Linked DNA regions of Mus musculus: region 2 is linked to region 1. A link is a contact called in public Hi-C data. All regions are on one chromosome and are shown on one strand. Each heading gives the region's core, a stretch centred on a gene start, on an enhancer-like site or on the middle of the called end of the contact. The rest is flanking DNA. Distances are from core to core; before and after follow the strand shown.

Region 1 (5,528 bases), core at 948-3,447:
TTCTAGTCGGAACATTCAAATGCTTTTTCTCCTAGAGAAATTCCTTTGAGATGCACAATCAATGATTACAAAGTACGGCCGCCCTACAGTCTCAGGGCATTGGTGGTTGTGTTTGCTCTTTTACGCACTGGGCTACTTTGCCCATTCCCACTCAGCCTCTGACATCCATTACTCCTGTCTGCTCTTCTGTAAGACCAGCAGTGTTAGATTGCACACGTATGTGAGACTCTGTAGTGTGGAGTGCGCATGTGCACCCTTGTCTTTATTTTGCTTAAGGTAGCTATCTCCAGGTGAGGGTGCATTCTGTTTTAGGGCTGAGTAGTATTCATCTGTGAGTCCATGCCACCCTTTCTTTACCCACTCATACCTTGGCTATTGCTACACTCACTAGCATACTGTAAGTGACAGAGGAGAACTGTAAGAGACAGCACGCATGCAATTCATGCTCATCATTCATCATTAATGTGTAGACACGACTGCAGAACCAATCCCCTTCTGCCCCAGGAGTTGAGCAGGAGACAGATTCCAGGGCTTATAAAACCCACACTGGTGTCTCCTATAAACTACAACCCAGTCTCCTCTGGGGGAGACGCCCTGAGCCATGTCCCATTCATAAGGATTGAACAGGGACAGTGGGCTGAGGACATCACCTCAGTGGTCTGTGAACCCCATTCAGGAACTGCTTCCCCCTGGTTCTGGCTGGGTGCCATCAGGACTCAGTTGCAGTGTCCCCAGGTGCAGGCTTTAAAATCGATGCTTTTCCTTGAGAATCTGGTGGCTCCTCCACCTGGTGAAAAAATCCCTTTCATTAGGGAGGAAAAGCATGGGCCATCTCAGCTGTGAAACCAACAAGCTGTCTGTAGCAGGGAGCTTCATCAGCCTTTGGCACAAGGCTCAGACACAGGATCAGACCTGTAACTGGCTTCAAACATGCTTAGTTTTCCCAGAACAGCCCATGATCTGGATATAGGATACAGGTTTGTTGCTCACTGTGTGGTCAACCTCACCAACCCCAGATAAAGAAAGTAAGAAGAGCCTCTAAACTTCTCTCTTATTTTCTAGGGTCTCATCTTTTGGGGCTTCTGCCTACTGCTGGGAATCCCAGCCCTCACCCAGGTTCACCCACAGACTGAGGCAGGGTGGTCCCTCGCACTGTGGGTGAGGCCACTGGAGTATGGATGGGAAGAGTTGCAGGAGGGGACTTAGACTCATTGGACATAGGAGAGTACCAGAATGCCTTTGCCAGACCAGTATGAGAGATGCTATGTCATGACCTCAATTCTTGTTGCTTTTCATCAAATCTGTCTGGAGAGGATTTTTCCAAGGCAAAGACTCATTCAGAGGGATGTGGTTAACAAGAGGAGTCCTGGGGAAGCTGTGTTTTCATTACACAACAATAGCAGATAACATAGCCTGGATCCTGGGCTGTACTCCAGGCTAGACCTCAGCCTTGTGACCCAACTTATGTGTCACAAAACACAGGCTGCACACTACAGATGTCCTTCAGTAGCGTAAGACACTCGCTCTGTTCTGAAACTGGGTGGAACATGCCAGGATTTGCCAAGTGGTTGATTCAACTGACAGTTGTTAGATGTGGCTTGTATTCTAGGTGTTCTTCTTGTAACTTTAGAATCTAGGCGATAGAGGAGGACACCATGAGGGTAAATAAAGGAGGAGGCACCAACATTCATGGCTGTTTTAGGTGCTGGCAGAAGGGACTGGAGGGATGGCTCAGTGGTTACGAGCATGCCCTGGTCTTCTAGGTGATCCAAGTTTAGTACTAATGGGGGTCTGACACACCAGGCCTCTGTGGACATCTGAGGTTACCCTTCCCAATGCCCATAAAAGCAGTTTAGAAGGCATCCCCCACTTGTTGGCAGTGCCCTGAATACTTCCTTCTGGGAGCATGCACATGAAATTTTGGGGGTTGCTTTCTGTCTACAAAGTCAGGTAACCCATACACCTGCTAAATTGGCCTCCCAGTCAGTGGCACACATGCAGAACTGCCCTGCTCAGTGACAGGAGCAAGATGCAGAACTAAGACTTCTGGCAGATTTGTGGTGTAGAAAGGGGAAGAAATGAAAATGTGTGGACTTTCAATGTCCTCTGCATCTCTAGCGAGCCTGCACTCTGCTCTTCCCCATGACCCCGTGGGGTCAGGACAGACGCTGTCTCCAGTTTGCTCCTAGGGTGTGTGCCTTGCCCAGATCACAACCCTGGAAAATCTCCCAGCTGGTCCCAGTCCATGGCTGCTTGAGGCCCACACTCATACTCTGGCCTTCACACCCGCCCATTTCCAATGGTGTGAAGAATGCGGAGAAAAGGGGGTATTGTGGAGAGGGCAAGAGCGGCGAAATGGCCATGTGGTCCATTGCACAAACTGAATCCAATTTTCAAGACCGTCTATGTAACCCCAAACCACCAGTCAATTTATGTGTTCTGAGCAGCTGGCTGTGGCCTGGGAAAAGAGTCACTAAACTTCCTGTCCAGGGCTGAGAGCTCCAAGCTGCCCAGCGCTCAGGTTTTCTTCATCGATTCATCTAGCTGAGCAGATTCTGAGGGTGATGGGGCTGTAGGTTAGAGCATCTGTGTGGACTGTATCTTCTTCTGCATGGAGCGAAGACACGAGTTCTGTTTATTCTAAGTTTCCCTGTGGTTATAGAGACAGGAACTTTACAAGGCAAGACAAACTCACATTGCCAAAACGAGGTTTACAGAGAACAAATTGAAGCCAGTGTGTTGCAAACAATACATCATTTTGAAATAATGAGCAGAAAGTTCTCACTCTCTCAGGCCGCTCAGACTGATGCCGAGTGGATTTTCATGTGCACGTGCACCTGTTATGTCTTCACCCCTACCCCACTGAGTGTTTTGAGGCTTTTGTGCTTGCCTTAGTAAGGTTACTGCAGAGACCACACAGTCTTCCTTGTGGCTCTAGAGTGGCTTCCAGGTCTGTCCAAAGTCACTGATGACAGGCAGACACTAACCATCCATCTCTCAAAATCAGTCTTCATAAGAGGGTGGGAACAGATGGAGAAGCCAGGGAGAAAGGCAAAGAACAATCCAGAAAGAGACTGGAGTGGAAGGGGGAGTAGGAATAGACACAGAGCCCAAGAGTGGAGCTTAAAAATCAGGAGGTGATCCAAGTACGGATCCCATCTTCAGTACGGATAACAGCACCAGATTCTAGCAAGAAGACCTTGACATGTTTGTGTTCCAGAGCTGTGTGGGCCGTGCCTGACTTGTACCACTTAAAGGATTAGTTTGGGTATAGGGAAATAAGACCCATTTACTGTTTGTTGCCTTGTTCAACTAAATAACTCCTGTGGCTTCTCTTTTGAGCATGATCAGTTGATCCACAGACACCATGTCCACGGGCCCCGGAGAAGGACCCCGGAGGCTAAGGATGGATATTGGTCCTCAGTCAACCCAGCAGAAGGACAGCCAGGGATGCCCTGAGCAAGGGATGCTCAGGCCAATCCGGGAAGCTTTTGACCTGTTTCACTCCCTGCCCCCTTGAGAGCAGCATTTCCTATGGTTTACAGGAGCTAGAACTCTGAACCTTCCACCCAGGCCTGTGAAGAAATGAGGTGACCCAGGATGCAGCGTGTGCAACTTATTTTTTAAAAGACACTTTAACATATCTGATGAATATGCTAACCAAGGCTGTGTTTAACAGATTAGATATGCATATGGAAAAAGGAGGAGAAGGAAATAGCACATATCCAAATAACTTTGTACCCATAACAATTATGTTGAGTGCTTGCCAGAACTGAGCAAAACATTGAGGGGGGATCTAATCTGGGGGCTTATGACCCATGAACAGAGAAAAGTGAGGTGGATGACTCAACTCCACAGAGAGCTGGGCTCATCTGTTGTCCTGCATACAGGAAAGGGGAGGCCAGGCTTCTGAGAGGCATCATGTCCTGTCTGTGAGGAGTTAGTCCCTGCTTTTCAAATACAAACACGATGATGATTATGACTATGACAATGATGATGATGATGACAACTACAATGACTGGGGTGAGCCTGGGAGACCTGCTGAGAGTACAGAGGCCCAGCAGTGAATCACAGTGGGAACAGAGCTCGTGACACCATCGGGCATTGAGAACTGGTTTCCTGCCCAAGCAAAGCTGAGGGCTTCTTCTTGCTTGCTACATTTTTTTTAAAGCAATGTGTGTTCGAGGCAATCACAGATTTGACTAGAATCCCACAGAGGATCAGGGAGCCATGTGAGAACAGTGTAGAGAAAAGACCTAACTGGGATCAAACATGTGTGGGGTCGCATATCAGAGCCAATGCCCTTGATTCGGGTTTGAGGGCACAACTAGATGCTGGTGGAGGTAGAACTGGCCCCTGGGAATTCAAGCTCTGCAGAATCTCCAAGGTGGTCAGGATTGCCTGAGTGGGACTTTCTTCTGGGAACAGGGAGGTGACTAACAAGGGATGCTTCTGCATTCTGGAGACTGTTAAAACAGAAGAGAAAAGCACTGTGGATATGAGGCACCAGGGAAGTAAAGAAGAGCAGGCGACATATACCACCACCTCCCCAGGACACCACAGGTCACAAAACCACAGCTGGTGAAGCTGCCCCTCCCCTGATGCCCATAAAGGCAGTTTAGAAGTCATTCTCCCACTTCCCCCCATGTGTATGTTCTGGGGAAGTACACATGGCTGAAGACCACACAACTGGGAACAGCTGGAGGTTCCACTGTTAAGTATTAAGATTTCCATTTAATTTCAATTCTCATCTGTGATTTCCTCCATGTCTGAGCCACCCAGGACCTCAGAATCTCCATCTTCCTGGAGGTCGGAGGTCTGTGCTTAATGGGTGAAGGGAGTTGGAACTCTGACTACAGCCTTGCCAGGTCTTCCCACAATCCCCTTCTACCTTTCCATCACCACTCACAGCTTAGAGCTTTTGGGGGCATCTGCAGAATGATGAGTGCTACCCTAGCCTCCCTGAGGCTAAGTCTCTTCTGCTGTCATCTTGATTCTGTTGACACCTCTTGTCTTCTGAAATTACCTGATCACCCAATGTTTTTGTTTTGTTTGTTTGTTTGTTTGTTTTACATTGTACATGGTTTTGTTCCTTCACTGAGGTTTTGGTACAGTTTGGATAGGCGAAGGGTGGATGGCTGAGGTGGTGCACCACGCTTGCTGGGTGGTCTAGGGAGAGTTGAGATGGTCTCTGAGTGGTATGGGGGATGTGCAAATCAACCTTGTGAAGGAAAAAAGTGGGATGAAGAACAAGGTGATACCGGCCCCTGCAACTCCTTGAACAGTCATGATCTGCTGTACATAGCATTAGGTCTAAGATGGCTTGTGGAACACCAGCGAGACAGCAAAAAGGAACCTAGGCCAAGGTGGTGGCTGCTTCCCACATCTTCAGTGATGTCCTAGCAGGGGACGATGATGTTCCCCACTTTCTTCTGAGTTACCTCATTAGGCAGGGTTTTCTTTGGGGCATGGTGACAGTATGAGATATGACTGACCAAGGATGTAGGGGCTTGGGATTGGCTCAAACA
Region 2 (5,528 bases), core at 1,102-3,601, 120 kb before region 1:
GGCAAGTTACAAAAATACACACACACACACACACACACACACACACACACACACACACACACACACACAAATCACTAGGTGTCCCATGGACCAGTGATAAACACACTGAAATAATCCCATTCACAAATTAAAATAGGATAAAGTGTCTGGGCACACAGCTAGCCAGGGGAATGAAAGGAGTCTACACTGAACTGGAGAGAGAAGTTGAGGGAGCCACATGGGAAGGCCTGGCATGCACTTGAATGGAAGGAACGGATCTTGCTGGCAGGGACCATCCTGCCAAATGCAGCCTACGGATCCAGTGCAATCCCAATCGAGTTTCCAGCTCCTTTCTTCACAGACATAGGGGGAAAAAACCTAAAATTGTATAAGGAAGCACAAAAGATCAAGGCAACCAAAGCAACCTGAACACAAAGAAGGCTGTGGAGGGTATTGCTATTCCTGAGCTTAGCTATGCTACAGAGCTATAGTGATAAAAGCGCCTTGGTGCTGGCTGACACAAAATAAAAACAGACATGTAGATCATGGGGATAGAGCTGAGGTCACGGATGTAAGCCCATGCTACTACAGCCCTGACTGTTGAAACGTATTTTATTTGTTATGTGTGTGAGTGTCTCGCCTGCATGTCTGTGTGTACACCACATGTATGCAGTGGCCATAGAGGACAGAAGAGGACATCAGATCCTCTGAACCGGGAGTCACAGATGTATCATTGTGAACTACCATGTGGCATTTGCAAATCGGACCTGGGACCCCTACAAGAGCAGTCAGTGCTCTTAACTACGAAGCTGCCTCCCCAGCCACTGCCACTTTGACAAAGAGAACCAGGGTCCTTCTTAACCAAAGAGAAGAAAAACAGGAAACAGATTAAAGAATGGGAACACACACAGTTTGATAGGAAAAATGGAGGTGAAAAGACCTAAAACCCACTAGGAACATAGACAAAGGCCTGGACAGACAGACCCTCAAAGCACACACTAGGCACAGAAGAGCAGAAACTCTGCTCCATTTGTGGAAGAAAAAAAAAAGGTAAAAAGGTAAAACTGAAATATGACATTTTCTCCACATTTCTTCAAAAGGGTGTCTGTTTAAGCTGGGTGTGTGTGACACAGGAAAAGGAAAGGCAGAAGGATCCTGGGCACTAGTTCGTCCTCAGCTCCTTAGTGAGTTCAAGGCCAGGCAGGACTATGTGAGCCCATACCTTGATCAAACCAGAAAGGAAAGTAGGAAGGTGCTTTTCCTGTGTGTAGGAGCCAGGGAAGGGGCTCCAAGATACACTCCAAGTTCCCCACAACCATGTGACGAATCAGATTCTCTCTGTCCTTAACTTCCACCCCGGTTTTCATTTGAAAACATTTTAAAAGTTGCCTTGACACTTTCCAGGTAAAATCCTGGAATGTGAGAATCAACAACACCCTCCTGTCATTGCTGCAACCACAAACACTCCCAGAATGGGCTCCCAGAGCGCTGGAGGTTGGAGGGATGGAAGGACTTATGGAAAACATGCAGTTCCATGGACCATGCGACCCAGTTTAATTCCTTAGCAAAGCTGTTACTGTGAGTTTATGGACAGAGGAATAAAGGATACTTAGAGAGATACAGACAGGGGAAGCCAACTAGTGCTCCAAGTGTCCTCTGTCCTGTGCTCCAGCACATGCTGCCCCTAGCCTGTGACTTAGAGCTTTTAGTAGGAAGATCACAATGGGTTGTTCTCAATAGGAGCTTGACAGGACAGGAGAGATAAGTAGGGGGTAGATGAAACTAGTGTCCACCTGCAAGCAGGAGGTTGGATGGTGCCTCTAGCTCAAACCTCAAACCTTCAACCTTCTTGTGAGCTCCCTTGGGCTTTCCCATTAAATACCCGGAGCATTCTATGAAATTGTCTGAAGCATCCTTTTCTGTGGGTTGCCCTGGAGGATAGGGATTCACTGTGTGACTTAGATGATGAGGAAGGGCAACCAGCCCTGCTTACCTTTTGCATAGTCTTGTGGGATTTCCTGGAGGCACTTTAATCAAGAGGCACGGGGCTTTCCTCTTCTGCTTTTGTTTGCTTTCTGATGCTAGAACAAAATACTGGAGGCGGGCACATTATCACAAAAAAGAGGTTTACTTCAGGGTACAGTTTGAGATGCTGTCTGTAAACTCATAACAGCTTTGCTTGGGAATTGGGTGGCTCTGGGATGGGTCTGGCCCCTAAGCTGGGAATGGCAGAGTACGGTGGGTTTATATCATGAGCATGCAGATGTGAGAGGCCAGGATAGGAGAGGCTGCAGAGCTGGAGTCTGGTAATGGGTTTTACTAGCAGCCTCAGACCATTACTTCCTGCTCCTGGGAAATACAAAAGGCACCACAAGGTGGCACTCATCACAAAGTCTCTGACCAGGCAGAGCTCGGCCATGGAAAAACTGATGACTAATTCTGGATTTGCAAAAACAAGGCAGACAAAGGCGGTTAGACTCACCCTAAAATTTGTAGTTTGATTGGTATAATTCTTAGTTCAGCTGAGACTGAAGAGTTGGCGTCTTTGAAAGTGACCTTCAGACAAGGAGTGTGTTCAGCCACAGAGATGCATATACATTCACATATATGTACTCGCACGCATGCTATCAACTAACACATGTGCACACACACATGCACACTTACATATACACCCACATGCACACACACACATGTGTATGCACACACATGCATGAGTACACACACACACACACACACACACACTGCCTTACATGACCCCAGCTCTTCCTCAGGGCGCTAGAAGAGGGTGAGAGTCAGGTTGTGGCACCTCAGGTCGTCCTGTGACAGTGTTATAGTCCTCAAACCACAGGGACATGGAGGAGTTTGGTTTCAGGCAAGAGTTACCCCCTTTCTAGACACCCACTGCGTATGTGTATGCTGCTGGCCACCATCCCATCCATGGTCCCTGACTGTCCCACCAAGACAGGTAACAAGGATTCAGACAATAAGAATCACAGTGACTTGCCAGGGCCCAGTGTGTGCCACCTTTGCCCCCTGTGTGTATTTCTAGAATTTCCCCACCCTGAGCGCCTCTGGCACAGCGAGAGTCTATGTCTGAGCTACTTGGCTCTACAATGCATGGAGAGGAGAGGATCTACTCTGAAGACCTGGGCCCATCTCACACTATCAACATCCTGGTCTCTCACCTCAGTGGGCAAAGCAGGACAGTACAGGGAGACCCCGCCTTACCCATGATTCCTCCTTTCACCACAGGACTTCAATGACACCAACGTAGGACCTGAGGGGCAGGTAGTCTTGGGTAGGACAGAGTACGAAGGGCCTGAGACACCATGCATCACCTTGCACAGGTCAGAGCCAGCAGGACCTACAGCACTGTGAAGAGGCCCAGCTCTGAGCATGGCCACTGCTCTTGTTCCATCACTGTCTGAACTGTCTGTCCTCTGTGTCCCCACTGCTGTGGGATTGGGACCACATTCTAGTGCATGACACAGAACTGGCCTCAAAATTGAGACTTCATTTCACTGTCTAATTGTCCCCGAGTTAGAAAGAAAGAGAACTAAATTGTTCGTGTTTCTACATGTTTTGTGTATTAGTGGTGAATGGCGATATCGGGACAAATGCCTGCAGGAGATTGCCACTGCCCTAACAGCATTGTAGTTAGGGATTTCCCCAGTCTTAGGTAGAAATTGAACTCTCTATGCAATAGTGGTTCAGGTAAAGAGCAGGTGACCTGAACGTGAGTAATTTGCTCTGTCTGACTCATTATCAGCTTGCCCCACAGCACACAGTGTGAAGCACCACACTAGCTCTTTTTCCATGAGAGTGTTGTTGTTGTTGGAGGTGGTGGTTGTTGTTACTGTTGTTTTAACTACCCCTGGTCCCTGGTCTGTGCCATAAGTGCCATAAGTGCAACTTAGTGGGCTGGGGACATCTGCATTCTGACCTCTTCACGTGTCCTGTGTCCCTCAGTTCCCTCTCTTCTCCTTGGCACCTTGGCCACGATGCTCGCTCTCCCAAACACAGAGTGTAGTCAGCAAACGGATCCCTGTGCATCAGCTGCAGGAGCAGCCATGCGGGTGAGGAAAGGCAGTGGTCTGTGGCTGTCACAGCATCTGAAGTGGAGTGGAGCCACTGGGCTGCAGAGAGAAACAGTGCAGGCTGTGGGAGATTGTTCTGGAACCACCCTGCATGGCCGGACCAGTGTAACAGCCTGCTTTGTCTGTAAGAAGACTGCCTTTCTTTTAGCAATGCACACTGGAGCTGCTGGGCCTGACCTTTAGACCAGCTTGGTATGATAACCGAGCTCTTGGCCCACCAGGGCTCACCAGCCCCTAGCCTTCACTCTGGACTTCTTTGTTTAATAAGACTCCAATGTCTCTTTGTTTCTGAACTTCTAAGAGACCTCCTTGGCCTCTGTCTGTCCTCCATGACAGTTCCAGCTTTGCAATTAGTCCCAGATAGAAATCTTTCGGTTGGTTAGTCATCTCTGTTTCTTGACCTTGACAATTCACATCCGGGCAGCCTAGGGATTGTGGTACATCAAACACAGTGATAACTCAAAGCACCCAGAAATCACGAGAGCCAGAAATTGGGTGAGACCCTACTCTGTGAAACAGATTGGCAAAAGGAAGTCCTCAGGGGAACAGGAAGCAGGGGTTTGTCCTGGGTCTTCCTAGGAAGTAGATGCCAAGATGCTCAAATATGTAATAATGACATTTTAAAATATGTCGCTGAGGGACAAGGCAGACCAAGTTGGTGAGCATGAAAGGGGCCTCCTGCTGAGGCAAATATGAGTCTGGAGAATTGAGGGAGATAAGTGTGGTGGAAGGCCCGGCCCAAGCTTGGAATAAGAGTAGGGTCTCACCCAATTTCTGGGGAGAATTTTCAAATTGGGGAAATTAAGGGGAATCTGCAGGTGACTGGGCTCCTCACTCACTGGGTAGAGCAGCGTGAGAGTGAGGAGTCCCCTGGATAGATGCAGATGTTAAACAGCTCACAAGCTACTGCTCAGGGAAAACACAGCTCTGCTGTCTTGGATAAAGGCAACCATGAGGGAAAGGGGAAACATGGGGAGAACTGAGAAGGAATTCTTGTAGTCAGGGATTCTGCTCACATCTAGAGGAAAATGTATTTAATATGAAGCCTGCTTCCAACCCAGGCGATGGAGAGGCAACTTTGAATGGGTCTGGAAATGAGTGTTATGTATTTATGAAACAAGGCCCAGAGACCCTGGATGGCAGGAAAGGCTGCTCTGAACAGCAAACGGCAAGCTTGTCTCTGCAGGCAGAGAAAAGAGTGAGTGCAGGCCCAGCTACCAGTGCATTGTGCCCTGTGTAGAGAGCGACCTTCAGTTTTGGTTCTTGTATTCAAGTCAGCTATTCTTGTTCTGGTAGTGGTGCTGCCGCTGCTGACTATCAAGCCTGGGGCCTCACGCTCAGTGTAGGCAAGCCCTTTACCTTTACTCACGCTGTCTTAGGTACAGTTTCTATTGCTGTGGAGAGACACCATGACCACGGCAACTCTTGTAAAGGGAAATATTGAATTAGGGC

The links. A called contact is a pair of places that touch in the nucleus more often than the background predicts.
Region 2: a Hi-C map of muscle stem cells shows a contact between it and region 1, with 3 times the contacts expected there. The contact joins two enhancer-like sites. A contact is called at or near these places in 2 of 15 datasets of contacts at CTCF or cohesin (embryonic stem cells and pro-B cells), 57 of 484 Hi-C or Micro-C datasets (the 3T3-L1 cell line, the AML12 cell line, the F1.1 cell line and 23 more), 4 of 115 datasets of contacts at active chromatin or transcription factors (cardiomyocytes, embryonic stem cells, fibro-adipogenic progenitors and 1 more) and 2 of 9 other capture datasets (embryonic stem cells and embryonic tail).

The regions. Positions count from the first base shown.
Region 1 is chr1:90,464,635-90,470,162 of GRCm38.p6, reverse strand. All of the region lies in intron 1 of Gm28722 (a long non-coding RNA gene), which reads left to right. Among named protein-coding and RNA genes, the nearest start is that of Gm28722, 37 kb to the left of the region's middle. Within about 2 kb of position 2,197, at least 4 of the 459 cell types and tissues checked have an H3K27ac peak or open chromatin away from gene starts, as enhancers often do. A contact at or near this core is called in muscle stem cells, where this site is marked.
Region 2 is chr1:90,585,379-90,590,906 of GRCm38.p6, reverse strand. No RefSeq gene overlaps it. Among named protein-coding and RNA genes, the nearest start is that of Gm35192, 5.3 kb to the right of the region's middle. Within about 2 kb of position 2,351, at least 37 of the 459 cell types and tissues checked have an H3K27ac peak or open chromatin away from gene starts, as enhancers often do. A contact at or near this core is called in muscle stem cells, where this site is marked.